3 separate regions of the Mus musculus genome follow, and all the other regions are linked to region 1. A link is a contact called in public Hi-C data. All regions are on one chromosome and are shown on one strand. The core of a region is the stretch at or near the end of the contact, and the rest is flanking DNA. Distances in the headings are between cores, read along the strand shown. Region 1 has its middle 82 kb from the start of Gm11264. Region 2 has its middle 23 kb from the start of Gm46886. Region 3 overlaps Nfib (nuclear factor I/B).

Region 1 (5,091 bases), core at 669-3,168:
TTTCAGGTTTCTTTTCCTGTACTGTATCTCATTTTTATAAACTCAACTCCCAAAGGTGTTAGCCCACAAATCAAAAGAAGGAATCCAATTATGGTGTCAGCCCCCCCCCCCCCAAATATATAGGGAGGATCATCTGGGTTAGTGAAGTGTGGGTATACATTTCATAATCAGATGACCCAGGACGTTTAGGAGAACCAGAGATCCAAAATCCTTTTTAGATTCCATTAGATGATGTCTTCTTGATGAGACTAAATGGCCAGTATGCAAGGTTTCCCATGGTTCAACAATCTGTTTAGATTTTTTTCTTCCCTAAATAAATAAGGTGAGGGCCTTGGGCTCCTGGCCCTCTCCCAGAGCAAGTTTACACACCCTTGAAGTCTTAGTGGAATCCTGCCATCTCTCCAGCAACACTTAATTGGTTTTAATTATCCCTCCACTGAAGCTGAACCATCTCTCACCCAGGCCACACCACAGAACATGGCTCGTAAGTTTTATGAGCCACCTCATGTATCCTGTCCATGTGTGCAGCCACCTCTTCCAGCAGAGCAATCTATCAGCCAGGTAGCCCTGCCTCTGACAGGCTTGGCTGGATGCTCAAAAGGAGGAGCTTTGTTCTTGATGACCCTGTAGCATCTGGAAACTTGGAGAAGAATAGAGATTTGCACTGTGCAAATTTCCATGTTAAATGGGAATTGGACTTGGAATTGCTTAGGTCAAACTTGACCTCCTAAAAGAGTTTGAGATACTTATATCAGTTTTCTTTGCTGGGAAATGAGGTTGCATTTCAAAACTCTAGTGGTGTCTCAGGTCTGTGCTGCATAGGAATTCAGTGAATACCTGTAGAATAAATGAAAACCCCAAATTAGAGACACTGTCCTTATGAATAGATTAAGCAGGATATGGGAAGATTCAAAATATATTTCATAACTTATGTCCTTTCCTTGTTGTGAAAGATAATATAAAGTTGCTTTAGAAAGTTTTGATATTGTCATGAATTTTGGGGTGGTGGTGGTGGTGGTAGATAAGTGTAGAAAATATATCTAATACTAAAAGTATAAAATTAATGTGAAGCTGCAGAATTCCTTTCCAAATGCCTACTCTAATTGTATAGAAGTTCATTAAGTTGTGTAGACTTTGGGTCTGGTTAATTTTGGCATGTGATTTTTTTTTTTTTTTGCTTATTTGCAAGTGTTTTTAAATAATAAAGTTTATAAAATTAAAAAAGCATTAGCCCACCAAAATAAAAATTTGTGCCTCCCTACCTCCAGCTACTCAGAGTAAATGAGGAGAAGAGAGTGTGAGAGCTTTTAGTAAAAGTAGCTCAATAATTGCTTTGCGAGAATTGTGACTTATTTTCTTTTCTAGACAAACTAGGAGAGGTAGCAGGAAGATGTACCAATTATTTGGGAGAGATGCTTAATGGATACAAACCTAATGGATAAAGTTTATCTCAAGTAAATTAACTAGGTTACTAGGTATCTCAATTTGTCTTAGTTAATTCAGAGTTTAAGGACTAATGATGTGAAGCTAAATAGCAGTCATAGGTCCAAGGATGCTCATCCCCTTCTTCTGGAATAGCATTAGTTTGTGGTAGAGTTCATATAGGGTGCAACATTCTGCTCAGGTGGAAGACATCTCTGCTCTTAATTCTTTGCTTCAGAGAGGAAGTGAGTAGCAGCCCTCACTGCATATGGTCCTGGAATTTGTCTAGCTGGCTGTCTTGCCATCGCCTCTACCCTATCATCATTCTCCACTCCCTGTTTTGACTAGAGGTCTTGAATACGTCATGTAAAGTGGTGTTGACACCAAAAATGTCCTGTGATCATCTTTTGCCCCTTTGTCCCTTCAGATGTCATTCAAAGAGGGAGGGAACTTGGCAGAAGAGCACAGCCGGTTTTGGCAACAGCATCCAAGACCCAGAGACCTCATGGCATATTGGCTGGGGGAATGTCCCCTGACTTGGTGCCCTTGTGCATCTGTTGGAGTGGGAGTGAGTTTAAGTGGATGAGGTGTGGGTGTATATTTGTGTAAAGGGTGAAAAAAAAGTCTCCACTAGAATAAAGAAAGGAATGCAAAAGGGATCAGTTAGGCGGCCAACCTCAGGGAGGAGGGAAGGTCAACAGACTCCCTTCTAAACCCGTAAATGCACTTTGTAGCAGGAGGCTGACTTTTTTTTTTTCTTCAAAGTAAATTACATGCAAGCTGTAACCTTGTGCCACTAATTATACCCAGCATACCTCCAGGGGACTCCCCTATTAGCCAGGGTCTTGTCACTCTTGCCACTATCCCCCTACTCAGTCACACCCCGCTGAAGGCTCAAGTTGCAGGCTGTACTCAACATGAAATACTCTTAAAAATAAAGGGTCCTGGGAGGCCAGAGTCAATTCTATGCATTTGGCTCTTGTGCAGAGGAAGTTTTCTTGTGTTGGACACAGACATTCTGAAAAGAGTTCCCTCCCCTTTTAAATTTAGTTACCCTTAGATCAGAGAAACCATAGCCAAACACGTATAACATTCATCAACAGACTGCAATATAATAAAACATCCCTGCTTTCTTGTAAGAAAATGATTGTATGCAGGGTTTTTTTTTTTTTTCTTGGAATGGAAATCTGGAAAAAAATAATTTAAAAGTAGGTCCAGAGAAACCTCCACAACAGGTCTTAGAATTCATAGTAAGAAGGAGTCTCTTTTGTTACATTTCTTGTAAGAGTATATTTGGAAATCATTAATAATACTGTGTGAAAATTTGGAGAGGCACGCATAACTGCACAGAGCCCCACACTTAAAAAGATCTTCCCCATAGTTTTAAGGCCAGTAACAGTCACCCTGAAGCTCTGTACGGTTTTCCACAGCAGTCTTATACAAACTTCATGTCCCTCTTTCTGCAGTGGGCTACAGGACAGCAAAGAACATCAGTTGAAAATCAGTGAATACCAAACTTTGGGGAACTTGCTGCCCCTTGTGCCAATATTATTTTTGGAAATAAATTTCAGAAAAAGATGAACATATTTATCTTCTCCTTGAAATCACACTATGATATACCAGAGCCATTGTTTTGGTTACTCTGAGTAATTAACTCAGTCACAGCACTCCTGATTCCCCATAGCTTGCTTTGTCTTGACCAAAGCCTTTTGATATATTTCCATTGTTAATTCATTGGTTTAACCATTGACCGTGTTCAGCAAGATCTTTTTAAAATCACGCAGCAATATCAAAGGCTAAAACATAGCTATGCCCCTAAGAAGGTGAACTACAAAAGCAAAAATCTCTGCACTTGAAGAGAATAATGATCTTTGATATGACAAAATGTTTTAGGACACAGTGTAAAAGAATTGACAGGATGATAGAATCGATGCAGAAGACTTCTGAGTCTTTCTGCTCCGTTTTATACATGTCGGTATAACCTTACCATATTGAACAAAGATGAAGGATATTTTAGGGGGAAGGGATGGCTTAGAGATAGAGATAGAAGCAACTTCGTGCTCAAGGAACAGGGACTCGGGCAGAGCCCAGGTAGAATGAGATTCATAGGACACAGGAAAGGAAGCCAAGTTGTGGTGTGGACTGTTGGTTTAGCGGTAAGTACTTATCCAACCAGTGTTAATGGAATAGGAGAAATGTCCCCATCAACCTGTTGTTTAGAAAGACAAAAACAAATGAAAACAAAAACCAACATATCATGAAATAGGATTACGAAGTAATTGAGAGATGGCTCAGAAGAGATGGAGATAAGAACACTAACATCCCAGCACAGAGCTATGGAGTCTGACTACTCTGTCCCCAAGGGAACTAGGATTGACCTTTCATGTAGGGAGGAGACAGAGGAAGCGGCATTTCATAATTTTTGTGCAGCCCTAGCTTGGAGGTTCAACTCGAGATTTATTTTGGGTATACAGTGTCTTCCAATGTCTGAGTTAGCTGGCTGACTGCTTTCCTGTCCTGACAGTTATAGAAAAGGAATGCATTTCTGCTGCACTTAGGTAAAAACTTCCTTCAGTTAGTTAGATACCTTAACATAAAATTTATTTTTAAAATGAGCATATATTATTCTATCACAGTGTCTGTACCCTGGACCCTTATTTCTATAAGGTACAGTAAATGTGGCTCTAACATAGTACAAGGACCAACATGCACAATACTTGGTAATTTAAAACTATTTGGTGACCGTGGCCAAAATAGTTGCTTGGATATTATTTATTTATTTATTATTTATTTTGTCTTTAGTATTCCATACAGAATTTGCATTGCTGACAGTGAGGTTTCAAATTGTATAAATGCTCCTTTCAATTTTGGATGCAGAATTCACCATTGCCTCAGGATTACTTGGAAAAGAATCAGAGAGTTCTGTTTTTCTTATAAAACATATTCCAGGAGACGAATTGCTTTTCCATGCCATGTACTCAAGTAAAAAGTGAGATGTAATATCAGCAGTGATGTGACTGCTCACTTGGGGATGCTCCACTCAACCAGTTCATATAATTTCCTGTACCGAGATTTGGGCCAAAAAGCTATAGAAAGGATATGATCTCAAAAAATGCGATATTCACTATGAGAGTGTCAGCCAGTGGTTGTACACAGCATCCCATCTAGTTACCAGAATTTCATCCAGGCTCACATATTTGATCCTGATGCTTTGAATTGTTTTACTTTAGTAAGATACTTGTTCTTAGCATGGGCTTTCTAGCTGGTCAAATACGTTAAGAATCATGTGGGTACTAATAAGCATCTGACACTGGGAGTTTACTTCTTAAAAAAAAATCTGCTTTGTAACTTATTTTTACATAATATCATAGATTATTTATACCTGTTCCAATTTGCATTATAACACACACACACACACACACACACACACACACACACACACACACACTTCCAGAGACTAAACCACCAACCAAAGAGGGAGCCCAGGCCCCCTGCATGTATGTAGTATATGAGCAACTTGTATATGTTGTGAGATTTTTTTTTTTTTTAGTATAGAATAGAGTTTATGCAGGACATGGGTAGGGGAGTTAAAAGGGTAGTAGAGGCAGAGAAAGGCAGAGAGAGAGAGAGAGAGAGAGAGAGAGAGAGAGAGAGAGAAGAGAAGTAGAA
Region 2 (5,091 bases), core at 1,374-3,873, 190 kb after region 1:
CACAAAAAAGAATAGAAAGATATTCAGTACCTCACTTTCTCTCTGCATCAAATTTGCAAGTATTCAAGGTTGCAGGGAGTGTTTTGTATTATACAAATGGTACATCTAATATGTCCCATACTGTACATGTTTACTAACCCTTAAAAATCTTACGTTTCTAATGACACGTATAAATCATTCTATCTTTGTTCCTCTAGTTTATGCAGTCACCAGACACCAGAGATAAAAATATAACCCCAGCATTCCCCAGCTGGAAGAGTTTATTTTATCACACATGAGAACTGCTGGCTTTGGCCAGGCAACTGGGAATATCCTAGGATGTTTCAGAGAGAAGGGCTGGGTCTCTACTTTCATTGGTCTCTTCTCTTATTCAAAAGTCCAACTTCTACTTTAATACATAAGTGCATGCATTTTAGATATAAATGTAGCTAATATAGAAATAAAGTTATAAATATACATCCTCCTGAGAGTTAGATCCTGCACAGATCTTAGAGACTAGAAAGGAGCCTTCTCTGCATTTGCCTTATCTTTATCTTGCCCTACCCTGAGCAGCCATGGCCTAGATTGGTTTTTGAAGCAGAAACAGTCCAGGAGAAATAAAACATATGCAGGGCAGGGTGAGACTAGGCACAGAGGGTTCTATGAGGACTGACCTATCCCAGCTGACCAGGGATTAAATCTAAATGCAAAGACGGGGAAAGATGACTATGGCCTGGTTAAGAGTCTTAGGAGTGTGTCGGGGCATGGGGAACTTAATGACTATTGGAAGGACCAAAAAGTAGCTGGGTGAGTAAGACAACGATCTTTCTAGCATGATACTAGCATGATACTTGGGGCACAGTTAGCATGATACTTGGGGCACAGTGGAAACTGCAAAAGGCAGAAGATTATCTCAGACATCTGACTATCCCATATAGATGGAGTCAAGGCTCCTTCTTGAATACTTGTGGCATAGAACCCAGGAAAGCAGCCAGATGACCAGTAAGAACAATCTATGGGGCAGTATTGAGTCCTAAGACATCATTTCTGTCCCAAAACTGTTATGGTCTCTGGACTATTAGCCTTGAACTGCTAAAGGTTTTTTTTTCCTGGATCTTTTTGAAGGATGTTACCAACTTTCCATCTTCACCATACTGGCCTGCTAATAAGGAGAGAATAGTAAGTCTGCCATAGTGCCCTTTAAAAACAAGACTACCAGAAGTCCCAGGAAGACTGGAGGATGTGAGTGGATCAGAACCAAGTTTGCAACATAAAAATGCAAATGACTCTGAGATTCTTTTTCCTTTATCCTTCATAATAATCGTTGATACTAATATCTATTGCTGCAAAAATGCCACAGTGCCCATGTTAGAGTGCCGTTAAAAGCTCTCAGTACAAAGGGATGCTCTGTTTCGATAAAGAAAGGGTTAAGGGCAGACCTCACAAGGCGGTGTGTGATGCAGAGTCAGCTGGAGCTCTCTCATCATATTGTCCTCAAACTTTCTTGTTCTTTTCTCACTTGTTATTTCTTCCTTTTATTTTACATCTAGCTGGGATTGCTGCGTGTAACTCAAGTTTGCGGTTTGTGGCTCTGAGCTGTCACTGTCCTCTGCAAGTGCATGCCGGTCTTTTCAGAATTCTTTCCCCACCATTCTTCCAGTAGTTCAAGTTCTTTAGAACCAAGATTTGTGCATATTCCAGAGATTATAAAATTTTAACTTTTACACTTGGCTACTGTTGGCTGTCTACATTCCTGGCAGTTTGTGTAGAGCAAGACATGCATTTCTGAGCATTTGACTTTGCAGATAAATGTGAGAAGTGCTCATGGTTCATGAGAGAGATGAACAAGACAATCCAAGATCATCCCCCATGTTCTGTGTTAATTTGCTTATCAAAACAAAACCCTCTGCTTCCTCCTCTTTCTTCTTCTGTAAAACATTTATTTGGAGGGCTTTTATCCTCCCATGTCCCCCACCCCACCTCACCCCCCAACCCCCTCCAAGAAGAAATTTAAGCTCCAATTAGTGCAAGAGAAGGGAGGGAGGTGCAGACTTGGATGCTAAATTGCCTAGAGCCTGCTCTCCCTCAAACAGACCACAAGATTCTCCAGCCCAGTTAATTTCTTCCCATTTAACTAATAGAAGGCTGGGGAGTGACCTTTGCAGGCCAGTGGGTAGGAGCTGAGGAACACTCCCCCCAAATGAGGGGGGGGGATATCTCTGTTTACTACACAGCAGGTTGGCCTCAGCTAATGACATTAATCCCCCTACTGCATTTCATTAGGTGACAGACAAGGAGCCACACTTTGGAAGGAACTGTTTCACCCAGCAGCCAGCTGTGGAGAAGAGCCACTCCAGGACCAGCACCGCCTCTCCTCATTTGCCTTTCGTCTTCTATTATCCCTGACATGTTCACTGAACTACAAGCTGCACATGTTTAAAAATAATTAAATGTACTCCAAACAAATAGGCAATGTTTCCTCAATCGTTGCAGTGAGCTTTCCATGTTTGGACAGATTTTTTTTTCTGTTCATTGGGTTCATCAGGCAGCCCAGTTCTTTACTGTCACTCCTGAAACCTAGCAGATAAATCCCCAGGGCAGGCTGCTGCCCCAGTACCGTCACTTGCTCTGACCTTGGACTATAGTCCTTCCCAGTCTGAAGGTCTCCAATTTGGAGTAATCATGTCTGGACTCCCAGGCTTGCAAATGGAGTCACGGGGCAAATATTTTTAAAAGCAAGATAAACTTGGGATTTAAAATGGAAGTGTTGGGAATACTGAGAAGAGACACTCCAAGCCGATTAACCTTTTGGGACAGTTGCTGATAAATGTGCAGACTTGGGACCCTCCTCACTCTCATCAGTCCTGAACATTTTGCACACTAAACATTGCCAACACGGTGTTCTTTTCTTTTTAAAAGTAGTGTTTTCCCATTAGAAGATGAAGAAAAGGGGGAAAGAAGGCACAGCTTGTAATGTTCCATAAAGCATAACACATTAAAATACACAGATAGTGGTCTAAATAGATGACTCAGTAGTTAAGGACTCATTTTAGAGGGCCTGGGTGTTGTTCCTAGTACCCACATAGGGTGACTCACAGCCACCTGTATCCTCAGATGCAGGGATCTGACACCCTCTTGTGGCTTCCTTGGGTACCTACCTTCATATGCATGCACACATAATTAAAAATAAAATAGAAACTATACACACAGAAAGCTAGTCAACGAGAAAAGAGACTCTCTGTGCTCACACAGCACGGAGTCCGCTTTGAGAAAAAAATGAAACTAGCCGGGTGGTGGTGGCACATTCTATGAATCCCAGCACTCAGGGAGCAGAGGCAGGCAGATTTCTATGAGTTCGAGGCCAGCCTGGTGTATAGAGAGAGACTGCCAGGGCTACACAGAAAAATTCTGTCTTGAAAAAAAAAAACACACAAAGAAAAACAAAAGATAGCAAACAACAATAACAAAACAAACAAAAAAAATGAAAACAAAATTCTTTTTGTAGCTGAGCAAAATTCCCCTTATAAAAACAATAAATACACTGAGGAGCCAACAATGTTCTCAGCAATAGTTCTTCAGTAACTGATTGAGAGACAGGGACATTTCTCTGTTTCTCACTATAGTCTCACTGCATCTTGCAAAAGTATAGCTCCTCCCTTTGAATAACTCTAGTTAAAGCGTGTGCGTATAGACAGCTTTGTACTATAAGGAGGTGAAGAGAATGGAGGAATAGAAGGTGTCGGTGTAATTAGGGTCCCTAAAATACTGCTGTGGTTTAGCTTGATACAAGAACAACTTTAAGTAAAACCATAAGAATGAATGCTGTTTGGTTTCTTCAAGCAATATGCTCAAGTGTGATTTGAATCAATACTGACAGCAGTTAATGTGCAGAGACATTCATTTATCCATTGACTGCTTTTATACTGAGTGGTGCCCAAAGTAGGCTTGATGCCTTGTGAATTTTTTTTTAAAGATTTATTTATTTATTATATGTAAGTACACTGTAGCTGTCTTCAGACACTCCAGAAGAGGGAGCCAGATCTCGTTACAGATGATTGTGAGCCACCATGTGGTTGCTGGGATTTGAACTCTGGACCTTTGGAAGAGCAGTCGGTTGTTCTTACCCACTGAGCCATCTCACCAGCCCCGCCTTGTGAATTTTAAAAAGCCAACAAAAACGTGTAGGAGAGATCAGTATCTCACTAAGGAGGAATTTATTTTTATTCCCTTTCATATATTACACCCACCCCATCACAGTTCCCCAGTTCTCCCCTGCCGCTATCATCTCCGCAAGCCACCCTGCGCCTTCTCTTCCCCCCCAGATCCACCCACTTCCTTTAGAGAAGAACAGACCTCCCAGAGTCATCAAACAACATTTTATAACAATCTACGATGAGACCAGGCACATCTCATCATATCAAGGAAATGCAGGACAAGGCAATCCAGTAGGAGGAAAAGGGTCCCACAAGTAGTCAAAAGAGTCAGGGACAGCCCTTGCTCCCATTGTTGGGATTTCCACAAGAACACCAAACTACTCAGCTATAACATATATCCAGGAGACAGGCTCCCTGATCTCTGCGAGTTCCCGTGAATCCAGGTCAGTTGATTCTTCGGATCATGTTCTCGTGGTGGGTCCTTGACCTCTCTGCTTCCCTAATCATCGCTGGGCATCTTCCACAGGTCTCCCTAAGCTTTGCCTAATGTTTGTCTGTGGTATTCTGCATCTGTTCTGAACAGTGGCTAGATGATGTCTCTCTAGTCTCTTCATTCTACTAGGTTCTGGTCCTAACACACTCTGTAGGCAGGACAATATGTAGGTTAAAGGATTTGTGTCTGGGTTGGTATCCCAATCCCTTCACTTGAAGCCTTGCCTGATTAAAGAAGATGACCAGGTCAGGCCCTGTATTCCCTATTATTCTCGTGGACTCCATGCAAGATCCATTACACTAGGCTTCTATCTTGCTTCACAAATGTCCCCCCAATTCCAGTCATTCTCCCAGTATTTTCCCTCTCTCTTTCACCACATCTGATCCTCCCTGTACCCAACTCCATCTGATCCTAGTCCATCTGAGAAATCTATTCTATATCCTTTCCCCCAGAGATCCTTGAATC
Region 3 (5,091 bases), core at 801-3,300, 160 kb before region 1:
AATATAAGTTATTTTGAAACACTGGATGGGTGATTTATGCAAAAGAGACGCTGGATTGACCGTTTCCTCTTCCCTTCTCGCCCTTCCACCCCTTTAAGAAAACGCAAAGCCACAAGTGAGTAGTTGTATGTGTTTGATGGCTTATATAAACAGAAGAAGCCTTCAGATGGCTAAAATAAACACGAGTGTGTTACAGAAGGATATGTTTACACGAACCATTTGCTCAGCCCCTGAAATAATGAAGAAATGAAGATTTGACTGAAATAATTGGGAGGATTTTTTTTTTCCTGCTTATGATGCCATAATTGAATGGCACCAAAGAGACTTTTATCAGTGGTTTTCCATGTTCCATGTGTTCCCAGTTCCTCTCTTTGAGTTGAATGCTTCATCCTGCCATTACTTTACACGTGTTTTTGTAAGAAATTGTCGTTTATTACTGCAATTCCAGAGAGTTGCTTGATTTCCCAAGAGAAGTTTAGCAGCCAGTAAAGGTTATTTGGATCTGGCTGGTCAGGGGGAGGGCAAAGCAAAGGGGCAGCCGTGTGCATGGCATGCTCAGTAGTTATTGTGAAACACTGCTTTTCTTTATAAAATGTATGTTCTCTATCGAAAGACTAAAAACCAAAAACTTAAAGATAATTTTCAGTAGGTTGCAAACTGCATTCACACGTGTACGTTTATGTAGACAGGTAAGTGTCACATGCGATGCATGTATGTGGACAGTCCTGTTCCTATAGAATTAAGCTACTGTTTACTTCAGCATTATTTAGACTATCCTGGCATGTCTCCTAGGTTAGCATTTCCTGCTCAGGATTTCTTATCTTGACACAAAACTGCAGTCCGGGGCAGCTGGGTTGTTTCTGAAGTTCCTTGGGATGGTGGTGGTGGTGTGTGTGTGTGTGTTTGGGGGGCTGGGGGGAGGAGGGGAAGCTGGATTCCCATCTCTGAATCTTCTTTTCAGCTGTTGGCTCTAAAGTGTTCACATTTTTATACAGCATCCTGGGGCCCTAGCACCACTCCAGGACTAATAGAAATGCTGACAAGCTAGGTGGCATAGGTGAGTCCTTGGTTCAAGGCTGAGAATTATGAAATCTAAGGTTGCATCTGAGCAGGGTTTGGTACCAGGGCAGCTGCTGTTGTCATCCTTTGCTTTGAATAGTCTCGTGAAAGCAGTGACTTTCTGTCCTCATCAGCATCATTTGCACCTGTTGGGAGAGCAAAACTGAAGGCGGTAGTATTTTATTCAGATTATCCGAAATGGTTTTCACTCACTCGCTCACACACACACACACACACACACACACACACACACACACACACACACACAGTGTCTCTGTCTCTGATCTGGCTATTGGAAGCAGTGTTGAGACATCATTTTCGCCTACCTTTCTCCATTTATAAAGAGAGATTTGTCCAACTGGCCGTTTCCTTTTTATCTAGACAAACTCTTCAGAACACTTCCTAAGAAATTAATTGTATTCCAGCCAGACTTGCATGCTGCCATCCCACAGGAAATGGGTCAGCAATCCATTAAGATGCCATTAGATAATCTAATTTGGAACTTAATCTCTAAATTAACCATGCTCCATACTTGAAGCATACTTGAGAGAAAGAAAAAAAGTTTACGTTTGAATCGATAGGGGAGCCGAAGCGTGAAGAAGGCTGTTTGTTTTTTCTGTAGCTGTGGTCACGTCTCAAGCCGTCTGGTAACCAGGAGAAACCAGACATGATGTAATTCCAGATTGAACTTGAACTTCAGGGACTTAGCATGGGGGAACAATGGGCCATAGGAATCAATAATGTCCATTTTCCACATGATTATGTCTGGAGCTTTCCCGTCAACCCTTTTGGATGGACAGTGTGGCCAAAGCGAGATGATCCAGGGACAAGATGTTAGAGGAAAGAGAACAACTTTCTCCATGGTACTTTCAGAGCAGCGCTGCAGATTCCAGCGGGATTAGAAAAGTTCCCGCTCTGCAGTGAAGTGGGAGCTCGTTCAGAGCACTCTTTGTTCGCCTAGGTAGGACAAACTTAATCTTCCGTTTCCTGTCAGATGGTTTTTGGCAGCAGAGCCAGAGAGGGAGGAGCAGGATTCAGAACATTCTCAAAATGCAAACCTTACTGGTTAACCCTTTTGCAGCTAAAGGAAGTGTGCTAAATGCTGACCTTGTTTGAAGATGGTTTATGCAAAGCACCGTGTAAACACGCACACTCTCTGCTGAGGAAGTCAGCTCCATTGCGGCCCACACACCATCACTTCATTGTTGTGATCAAGGAGCTGGAACTAGGTGTACTGTGAATCAGGTCATATTTAAATAATAGAGCCTAGAAATGAATGTATTTTTATAGGAAATGCTACAGCAGTAAAGACAAAAGCCTGTTGAATTTCCACATGGGGAATAATAATATTTATGTTGCATATCAGAAAGTGTAGAAATAGAGTTTCCTCTCCTATTTTCTTCGTTCTGGGAGCTCTCTGCATATGTGAACACAGTGAAAGGGCCAATGTCATAAATATAATTGTTAACTCCTTGACATCTTACTCTTCAGAAATCTGGTATAAACAAGTCCTCTTCTTTAGAAGCAAAACTGTAAAAATAATACTAGTATTTGCTTTTAAGAAAAATCATTTGTGAAAGAGTCTCCTGGCTTTTATACAAACTCACATTTCTCTTTCATTTAGTATGCCTTTGGGGAGCCTTTCTGTGAAAAGCACTATTTTGGAGAACCGGAGTTTTTTTTTTTTTGGTAGGGAAATGTCTGTAGTTGAAGAATCACTTATGCAAATAAGAGGAGCAGTAACCCTTGTAACAATAGCATTGAAAAGAAGCCCAGGGGTGGAGAGGAATACAGACTAGAGAAAGGCTGGAAATCAACATGTGGGCTTCCCTGTGGCATGGTCTGGGAGGAGTAAATGACTACAGTTGGCCTGTATGTTTTTATATTTTAATTGGCAATAACATCCGGTAGCTTCATAAGTGTGTGTGTCTGTGTGTGTGTGTGTGTGTGTGTGTGTGTGTGTGTATGCATGCACGGGTGTCTTGTAATTGATTTGTAGTTAACAACTTCATAATTTTCTATCATAGGTTTTTTAGCTCTAAAATATGAGCAAAATCAAATCTTTAAAAAATATGCTTAATTTCCTGATTGAGGGGAAGGATTGCCCTTTAAATCTTATTTACATTTGACTGTTGTAAGCAAGTAAGTTTTTGTGACTTTTGAAGTGCCTGGGTTCCCTTGTTGAAGGGCCTTCTAACATCATGTGTGGAAGGAAGCCTCTATAGTAAAAGCAAAGGGTAGCAATGATCTGGTTCCCTAGACAGCTGCGCTGTCCCCATGTGAAGTCACTATTGCGTGTCGTCTTTTGCAGATGCAGTACTTCACTGGTATATGATACCCCCTTTTTTTTTTAAATTTGGAAAATACTTTCACTAATGCGTGCTACAATGAACCCTTGATCCAGCGTCCCCCAGAAGCAAAGCCGTCTGAAACAATTGACTATAAACCAATGAGGTTTGACAGCCTCCCATTTGATGTTATTTTCAAAAGTGTGGCTCCCCAAGGATTAACAATAAAGAAGGCTATTTACCTACTTAGTTAAGAAATAAATACACTTCTCTTTCATTACTATGAAGTGCTATTGCTTGCAGTTAGATTCATTCTATGAGCCACCTGCAGTTTATGATATTTGGTGTTTCCCAGAGAGCCCACTGGGGCCCTTTGCAGAGCAGGTAAGAGCTAGCGAGGGGGCTTTCTGATGCAGACTATTACAAATAGTTATAATCATTAGAAATCATCTTGCATGCAAATAGGATCATTCATATGGCGATAATGATCATTAAAAATGGGAAAAATAAATCAAAGAAATCCAGGACCTCTATAAAGCATGTAGTATAATTCACTTTCACTCTGGCCCCTTGTAAAAGGGGGCTCAAAAGCAAATTACTGTCATACATCCACATCTGCACACACACAAAACAAAGGCACATATTATTTTCAGTTGGAAAGCAACTAACATTGGATAAATCAATTACAGTTACTAATGTGGAATTATTCTTGTTCAGGAGATCTCATGCATCTAAGTGTCAGCCATAAGCCATTGGATATCATTTATAATTCACCTGCAGTACAAATATAGGAACAGGAAATTGAAATGTTTTTCACAGAGAGTTGAAGTAAAGAGTATGGGTAAGAATGCAGATTCCAGGGCTCCAATCCTGTGGCTAAGACCTGGGCTTCTGCTACCTAATACAGTGTACAGTTGGGCAAGACTTCAGGCTTCAATTTCCTCATCCATAAACTAAGCATGAATGTTGGTTGTTAGGATGAAAAACCTTAAGGTAGGTCAATCACATAGACCATGTATAGCAAATCACTCATGCTGTGTAAGTGCTATTGATCGGATGCCGTCTTCTTTGTTCTAATATATTAATAGATTCAACCTGAAGCATGCTCATTTATTCTGTCCACTGATGTGAATGAGTTGTTTTTCACAAGAAAGCAAGCAGCTAGTTAAGATGCAAGATAGTATATCTAGACTTAACTAACATACCTGAGCCAATTCTTTCAGACTTTTTTTTTTTGCTTTAGCAGAGAAAATTCCTTCCTGCATGTTTTTGGAAAAGATATTAAAACCAGCATGTTAGTAATTTATCAAAAATGTCCTTTGGCCAAAAGAATAACAGGTAACACCTGAAACTGGTGCAAAGTAATTGAAAGCAAATTTTTCTAAATTACCATTTTCTGTGGTCTTCAGGCTCCCACCACTATCTGTTAACAATATGGCTACTTTAATTATACAACAGACTTTGTATAAACCTAACAAATCTTTGTTCTCTATTACTTAGTATTGCTCAGGTTTCTTAAAAGAGTTCCTATAATCCTTGAAGGAAAATCAGTCCATCAGTCTAAATGGCCAATAGTGTGATTCCCCTGGACAGTATTAGTATAATTAGAATGCTGACATTCTATGACCTAATATTGGAATGCTTAATTCATTCTGAAATGAGCACTGATTAGTAGTTACGTGGATTGAGCCATTCTTCCAATACCTCTCACTGTTTTAATGACCTAAGACTAATAGGTGAAGTG

The links. Hi-C and Micro-C count contacts between places; a contact is called where the count stands out from the background.
Region 2: a Hi-C map of the N1E-115 cell line shows a contact between it and region 1, with 10 times the contacts expected there. The contact joins two enhancer-like sites. A contact is called at or near these places in 1 of 484 Hi-C or Micro-C datasets (the N1E-115 cell line) and 1 of 115 datasets of contacts at active chromatin or transcription factors (a beta-TC-6 cell line).
Region 3: a contact with region 1 is called in a Hi-C map of the N1E-115 cell line, with 4 times the contacts expected there. The contact joins two enhancer-like sites. A contact is called at or near these places in 2 of 39 promoter capture datasets (3T3-L1-derived adipocytes and hippocampal neurons), 1 of 484 Hi-C or Micro-C datasets (the N1E-115 cell line) and 1 of 9 other capture datasets (embryonic stem cells).

The regions. Positions count from the first base shown.
Region 1 is chr4:82,145,523-82,150,613 of GRCm38.p6, reverse strand. No RefSeq gene overlaps it. Among named protein-coding and RNA genes, the nearest start is that of Gm11264, 82 kb to the right of the region's middle. Within about 2 kb of position 1,918, at least 12 of the 459 cell types and tissues checked have an H3K27ac peak or open chromatin away from gene starts, as enhancers often do. A contact at or near this core is called in the N1E-115 cell line, where this site is marked.
Region 2 is chr4:81,954,628-81,959,718 of GRCm38.p6, reverse strand. No RefSeq gene overlaps it. Among named protein-coding and RNA genes, the nearest start is that of Gm46886, 23 kb to the right of the region's middle. Within about 2 kb of position 2,623, at least 9 of the 459 cell types and tissues checked have an H3K27ac peak or open chromatin away from gene starts, as enhancers often do. A contact at or near this core is called in the N1E-115 cell line, where this site is marked.
Region 3 is chr4:82,301,345-82,306,435 of GRCm38.p6, reverse strand. All of the region lies in intron 11 of Nfib (nuclear factor I/B), which reads left to right. Among named protein-coding and RNA genes, the nearest start is that of Nfib, 200 kb to the left of the region's middle. Within about 2 kb of position 2,050, at least 116 of the 459 cell types and tissues checked have an H3K27ac peak or open chromatin away from gene starts, as enhancers often do. A contact at or near this core is called in the N1E-115 cell line, where this site is marked.